Linked DNA regions of Sus scrofa: region 1 is linked to region 2. Evidence: chromatin contacts called from public targeted proximity ligation data. All regions are on one chromosome and are shown on one strand. The core of a region is the stretch at or near the end of the contact, and the rest is flanking DNA. Distances in the headings are between cores, read along the strand shown. Region 1 overlaps SPIDR (DNA repair-scaffolding protein). Region 2 overlaps SPIDR (DNA repair-scaffolding protein).

What was found.
Region 1: a targeted proximity ligation map of alveolar macrophages shows a contact between it and region 2. A contact is called at or near these places in 7 of 47 Hi-C or Micro-C datasets (embryonic fibroblasts, fetal skeletal muscle, liver and 2 more) and 2 of 2 datasets of targeted methods (alveolar macrophages and skeletal muscle).

The regions. Positions count from the first base shown.
Region 1 is chr4:80,141,845-80,145,486 of Sscrofa11.1, forward strand. The region is part of intron 5 of SPIDR (DNA repair-scaffolding protein); the gene reads right to left. Among named protein-coding and RNA genes, the nearest start is that of SPIDR, 47 kb to the right of the region's middle.
Region 2 is chr4:79,959,287-79,963,251 of Sscrofa11.1, forward strand. All of the region lies in intron 10 of SPIDR (DNA repair-scaffolding protein), which reads right to left. Among named protein-coding and RNA genes, the nearest start is that of CEBPD, 88 kb to the left of the region's middle.

The sequences.
Region 1 (3,642 bases), core at 952-3,451, 180 kb after region 2:
ATCAAAGTGAAATGAAGGAAAAAAGAAGAGAAAGGAAAGAAGTCTGACTTAAGCAAATGTCCTCATTCACGAAGACCCTGGCCCTTAAGAAACTTCATTCTAGTTGGGGAGAAAGGCAGATAAGGCAATGACTATTGGGAGCTACGACAAAGGGCACAATGGAAGCAGGAAGAATGCTATGGTGGTGTAATTCCCAAACCTTAACTTTCAACTAACACTACAGCATGCCTCTTGAGCAGAAGGGGAAGTAAGCAGTATATTCCTTTCAACATTTAACAATATAAGGCATTCTGAGAAATTTACATATATCCAATCTACTTTAAAAATACTTAATATTGGAGTTCCCATCCAGGCACAGCAGAAATGAATCCGACTAGAAACCATGAGGTTGCGGGTTCCATCCCTGGCCTTGCTCAGTGGGTTAAGGATCTGGCATTGCCGTGAGCTGTGGTATAGGTCACAGATGTGGCTTGGATCCAGCGTTGCTGTGGCGTAGGCCGGCAGCTGTAGCTCCGATGAGAATCCTAGCCTGGGAACCTCAAAAAAAAAAAAAAAAAAAAAAACCTTAATATCATTCAAAGGTCCTTGGTAAAGTGATAAATTAGTATTTTTGCCAAGATTTGATGGGAAAAAAATTTCTTCTGTTCAAGCTTTATTGAAAGCCCAGCCAAAATAACCCATGCAGAAAAATACCCCAAAGAAATGTTTATATTATAGCTTTTGATAACATGTTTGGTTTTAAATCCTTAATATTAAGTCTATAAAAGCACTTTTGTGACTTATTTGCTTCATTTGATTATTTTTTATGATATGAAATAGATTCCCAGACCTAAATACCCATCATCACAAGTCTGACCTGTAACATGACCGTTACCCATTAACTGACCAGGCTGTTAGTACTTGGTGAGCAGCTGAGGACAAGGCATCAAATTCCAGAAAGGCATTAATGAATAAGACAGTGATTGATCACAAAAAAAGAAATATTACTGGACTTTAGCCAAAAAAAATCACATATTAATACAGACACCAATACAAGCCTTCTTTAAAACTTTTATCAGTATCAACACAAACTTAATCAGCTTAAACACTGCAATGAATAGGGAAAAATGTTATCTTCTGCAATGAATAGGGAAAAACATATCTTACCTTATAACTAGTGAGCTATAAGATATGGTTGCTCATTTACATATATGCAAATTTAGTATTTTTAGAAAAATTTATTTACACATGTATAATTTTCAGGCAAAACTGATCCAACCTTTAGCTTTATGCATACTTACTGCATTTTTTTTTTTTTTTTACTTACTGCATTTTTAATACAACAGAGGCAATACATTTCTGTAACTGGAAAACAAAGATGGTAAGTGAGGAAAAAACCAAGACCCTAAGAAAGAACCATTCATTCCAACGCATGAAAGGATGAATAAAAGCCTTAAAGATGGATATATCTTGACAGTCTTTTTCTTACTTCTAATTGATCTTTTCTAGCTTTAATTTGCATATGTGACTGAGAGAAGCACTTTCTGACTACTGTGTGTTTTCTTCAGTGGTATAAAGCAATACAGCACATAACACCAGAGTGCATGTAGTGCCTACTAGATTCTCCTCTGGCATGGTTCAGAGAGCAGTGAAATTTTACCAATTCAGGCGTGGAGAGTCAACAAGCAGGCAAGGTGACATCAAAAGCAATGTTTGTATATGAAGCCATAAAAACTATATTCTTGAAAGACAAAAGTATTAATAATCTTATTTAAAACAATTAATTCTCCAGACCCACCTAACATGACAAGACAAGAGGAGTGTTTCTCACTCAGTTCAGAACCTACACTGAAACTCATCTGAATGAACTTGACCCTGGGTGGCAGCAAGCCAGAAATCTTCGTCACTGAATGACTTAACAGAACACTGTGTTCTTGGCACAAGCACAAGAAAAGGTGTTGAAATTCATGCTAAAAAGAATCTCAGCTTTCATTTTAAATAAGTTTTTTAAATATGATGATAAAAGATACTTTATATAAGGACTTTTCACTGTTTGGTATATTTTTAAATCAGGTAATTTTTTTACTCCTACTCCATCTGGTTCACTTTCAATACTTCCTGGAACAATCAAGAAAATCCCCCTTCCCCGGTCCCCAGCACTGTGATTCCCTGCTCTGGCCCTCCCCTGTACCTCCTCCTCTAAGGATATACCTGGAAAATTCCAATGTGCCCTGCACTGGCATGGTAGGGAGGGACAGCAAGTAAAGCCAGAAACAATGTATTGACTCACTTCCGCAGAGAGCCCTGGAGAAAAATGTGGGCCATAGATTAGTCCTCTCACGCAATGCAGTTAGAACAGGCAAGAGGTAGTAAAGTTATGTCATTCTCATACAGGTTACGTTAACTTATCCACAAAGCTAAGATGCAAATGAGAAGGCAAGGAAAACACAATTTAGCAGAGTCTATTTACTTTCTTCGAGAAAAAAAAGACACTAGTCTTTTCTCTTAGTTTTTGCCATCCTCTTCTCCCACTCCAGAAATGCCATCCTTGGTATAACACTAGGGTAGCTCATCCTCATGAACTACTGCATTTACAATCCTTCCTACTCTGGGGGAAACCCACACAAGTCCTAGAGTGCTCAGAGTGAACAAGATTCAAACAACAAATATTCTGCAGTCTACACCGGCAGAAATTGACAACGAAACGACAGATGTTTGTTTACTCACCCTTAAACCCTTTAAGTTTTAGTCTTAATTCTTTACTTAGCCTTAATTCTTTTTCAGATTTCTCATATCAGCACATATTCAATGTCTAGGTCAAAGCAAACAGGCATATAAAGCCTCTAACTCTGATACTGACACTGTTGTGCCTAGACTCCAGAAAAAGACCGAACCACATAGTCAAAGGATTGTTCTCAACACAGTAAAATGTTAAGGATTCTTTTAAAATTATACTTTAAAACTTACCCCTTCAAAAGTATAGTCATCTGTTCATAATTATTTCAAGTTATGTTTAAGATAAGTTTTAAGTAATATTAACAAGGAGGTCAAAGGAAAAGAATTTAAATATATATGGTTTACCTTCAAATAAAAGCTTTTTTCATTCAATTACGATTTGCTCACATGAATGTTAAAACTAATCTAGTTAGAACGAGTAAGAGGTAAGTAAAGTGATGTCGTTCTTAACACCAACTGATAACTAAGGATATATGGACCAAAACTGAGTCTACAAATAGGTCTAGGCTTACAATTTTGCTATAATTAAAGTCATCTCTATTGTGTATTTCTAAGACACTTAACCAACAAATAAAAAGTCTGTTCATTTTATTAATGTTATGTAAAATATCATTTATATTATACATCATTTTCTAGAAGGATATATACTTTCTTATGGTGTTCCACAGTATTACATAAAGCACTTCAACAATTTACACCTTGGCATAAAAATTATGAAAATTCTATGTAAAGATCACCTGATAATCCTTGAGAAACTATCCCACCTACACAAAATGACAGAGATGACCTTTGAGGGTATGTGTGTCTATGACTATATACCTATCTATGAAGGCAGTGCTTACAAAACATACATGAATATAAAGATAATGGCAACTTCAATTAAAAGAAGAGTTGTAAATGTCAGGAGTATTTTTTTAACTTTCCATT
Region 2 (3,965 bases), core at 440-2,939:
ATTTCTGAAGTCACATTTTACCACATGTAAACTATTTTACCTGAAAATTAATATATTAGGCACTTTAATTTTACACTTTCTTTTCAGTATATAGTTCAACAATACATAAACATATACCTATACCTCCAAGTGTTATTCTGATGAGCAGTGTGGGAAGTTAACAATTACATTAAACACCAGCTGAAAATTCTCTTTTATTTTATTATTATTATTTTTTTGTCTTTCTTCCATTTCTTGGGCCGCTTCCGCGGCATATGGAGTTTCCCAGGCTAGGGGTCTATGCCAGAGCCACAGCAATGTGGGATCCGAGCCGTGTCTGCAGCCTACATCACAGCTCACGGCAACGCCGGATCCTTAACCCACTGAGCAAGGGACTGAACCGGCAACCTCATGGTTCCTAGCCGGATTCATTAACCACGGCACCATGACAGGAACTCCTCTCTTTTATTATTTAAAGGAAATTCAAGACTAAAGAGATTTACCTCTTTGTATTCTTCATGGGGTGGCAAACTATGGCCTGTGAGCCAAATTCTTCCTGCCACCTGTCTTTATAAATAAAGTTTTATTGGGACCAGCGCATCTCCTCACACACTCCTGTCCAGCGCTGCTCTCATGACACAAAGGCTGAGGCCAGTAATGGGCATGGCCTACAAGTCAATGCTTGCCAACCCTGTTCTGTACGATGAGAACAAAATGAAGCCCCACTGTGAGCTAGGCACCTCACCTTGCCTCCTCGTTTAATCCCCAAAACAACCCCGTGCAGTGGACGACAGTCCAGCCCCTGTCTCCATCCTAACAAATGTAATCCCTAAATCTCTGAGACTGTTGGCCCCTATTCTGGGGGAAAAGAAAGCGTCAGGAGGAACCCAGGGCAGCTCTGGATCTTGGGAGAGGTGGCTGTGTCTCGTCGCACAGCTGCTGGGAATCCCAACCCGTGTCTGCATGACTTCATCACTTCAAACGCCTAAGTTCACTTCTGCAAATAAATTAGGTTTAAAAGGAGAATATATTTTCTAATTTCTGGTGAGACTGATCCAGGAAGTAGCTAAGGCCCACGGATTCTTGGCTACTTTGGAATATTGGCTAAATTGGTTTATCCTTTAATCCCCAAAACAAGCCACACAAGAATCCAATGAACACTCTCCATTCAAAATGTTTTTCATTTTCCATTTAGCTATTTCCATCTAGCTATTAATGATCTCCAAAAAGTTAAATTTTGCCTTCAGTCAGAGTTTATCCCATGAAGAGCTAGAGCAATACAAACAGTTCTGTTTAACATATCCAGAATGGTTGGGAAAGTTATTCTCCCCCCATAAGATGATAATTCCTTGCTGTGGCTAGAGAAAAAACAACTTTTCCATCCAATTTTTATGACACCGATGGGAAAACATCCTAGCTCTTTTCAAAAGCAGCATGCAAGGAAGCATGATCTGTGAAGGACAGCTACTTTAACAGAGAAAGCTATACATATTTTTTGTTTTCAAGGATGATAGGAAGAGCACCCAGGGAGTTCCTGTGTTTTAACAGAGCTATTCTAAATCACATCTCATGACAGACTGGGTGAGTTCATATAAACACAGTCGGTGGTATGAGTAACAAAATCTGTTTCCATCAGAAGCCCTTTATCCTGCGTAAGAGACCTGCACACTAATGGTAGCCCAGGCCAGCGCTAACCAGCTACAGCTGGTTCGATGCTATAAAAAGAACTAATGAAAACATGAAGGCTCCCTCTCACTCCACTTCAGCCAGCCCGTCAAGACTGCATAGACAAGCCTTTCCAAATACTCTGTGAATGAACTGGCTAGGCTTGGCTCTCTGTTGTTTACTGAACAGTGTGTGCAGGGCCAGTGTATGTCCGGGAGGAGCAGGCGAGGGGTGGTGGTGGTGGAGGAACCACATGATCTATCAATGCGCGGGGCCACTTTTCCCAGTGGTCTTGGATTGCACTCTCTCACAAATGGGGAGGGGGGGTGCAGAGAAATTTTTGAAAGCAGAGCTAGAGTACTTTGAGCAATTTCTTACACACACATACACACTTTAAGTACTTAGGCTTTTGTTATGAAAGTGTATCATTAAATCTGAGGTAAATTAATGCCTTATCAGATACGCTAAATTCTTAAGGTAATTTCTCACTGACTTGCATTCTCAGAGGAAGCGATCATCTGATAAAGAAATGATCACCATTTAAATTCTTTACTCAGCTAAAATATTCCAGACTTTTAGTGCTAGATGGGACTGTGGTGATTTTTTCCATTCTTCATCTCACATATGCTCTTGTGGGGCTCAGAGGGTCCTTAGCCTAGTTCAGACCACATGCCTGGGGGCACAGCATCCACCACTGTTCTTCTACTCCATCTTTGCTAGATGTGGCTAAATGAACATGGCCAAGAATAAAACATAGTGCCTGGATTATTTCACAGTACCACAAGTTTTGACCTAAATCAGTCTTTTCACATATGATGTTACTGCAACGTCAACTGAAAGTTTAGGGAGTTGCCCCAGCCTGTCTTCACATTCTTGAATAGCCTGAATGCACTACTCTGCTGGATAAAAGGGTTTTGCCTTGGACATGCAGGGCTGACACTTGGTGCCTGAGACATGAATCTGCAGAGCAGATGCTGACTCACATGCCAGGCCCACACTTCCATCTGCCTGTGTGATAGCCCACCAGGGCCTCCTGTCATCACTTTCATCTCCATATTCACTCAAATTAATGTCAGACACCAAACCACAGATCCAGGAAGTTCAGAGAACACCAAGAAGGAATAAATGCCAAAAAACCTACACCCATCCATGTCAGTTTCAAACGTAGAAGATGAACAATAAAGAAAAAACCCTGAAAGAAGCTGGGGTGGGGGCAGGGGAGTGGTGGAAACACCCTCAACTATAGAGGAACAAAGACAGGAACTACATCTGACTTCTAAGAAATCATGCAAACAAGAAGAGCGGAGTGAAATATTTAGTTTTGAGAGAGGAAAAAAAAAAAAAAAACACCTAGAATTCTGTACTCTGTGAATAAACACTTTCTCAAACAAATATTGGGGCAACTTGTTGCCAGTAAACCTGCCTTGGAAGAAGTGGTAAAAGAAGTTCTTTAGAGAGAAGGAGAATGATATAGGTCAGAAACTCGGACCTACACAAAGAAAGGAAGAACACTGAGAAAGGAATAACTGAAAATAAAAATAAAGACTTTTACTTTAATTCTTAATTGACTTAGTACATAATAGCTTGTTCATAATAAGAGTAGCAACAACGTATTTGATTATGTGTGTTTATGTGTGAGATGAATGACAGTCACAATACAAATAATGGGAGGGAGGGATCAGGACTGTCTTGTTCTTAAAAGGTGCTCACATGCTGAAGTGATCCATGTTATTTAAAAGTGGACTTGGATTTCCTGTAAGTGTATATTGCAAACTCTAAGGCAACCACTTAAAAAAGTAAAAATGTAAGTACAACTGATATGCTAAGAAAGGAGAGAATCTTGAGACAGACCATGATGGAAAATAATATAAGAAAGGGAATGTATATACATGCATGAGTCACCTGGCTGTACAGAAGATATTGGTACAACAACACTGTCAATCAACTATCTGGAAGTTTCCAGGCTAGGGGTCAAATTGGAGGTGTAGCTGCCAGCCTACACTACAGCCACAGCAACATCAGATCCGAGTGTGTCTGTGACATACACCACAGCTCACAGCAATGCCAGATTCTTAACCCACTGAGCAAGGCCAGGGATTGAAGGTGTGACCGCATGGATACTAGTTAGATTCGTTTCTGCTGAGCCACGATGGGAACTCCCTGACTATACTTTAATTTTAAAAAAGGAGAGAAAATGGAATCATAGAAAATGTTCAATTAAACCACAAAAGGCAGAAAAAGAGTAGAGGACAAAAAAGGAACAAAAAAACAAGGGCAACAAATAGAAAACAGTCATGACTATGGTAGGTATTACACCAATT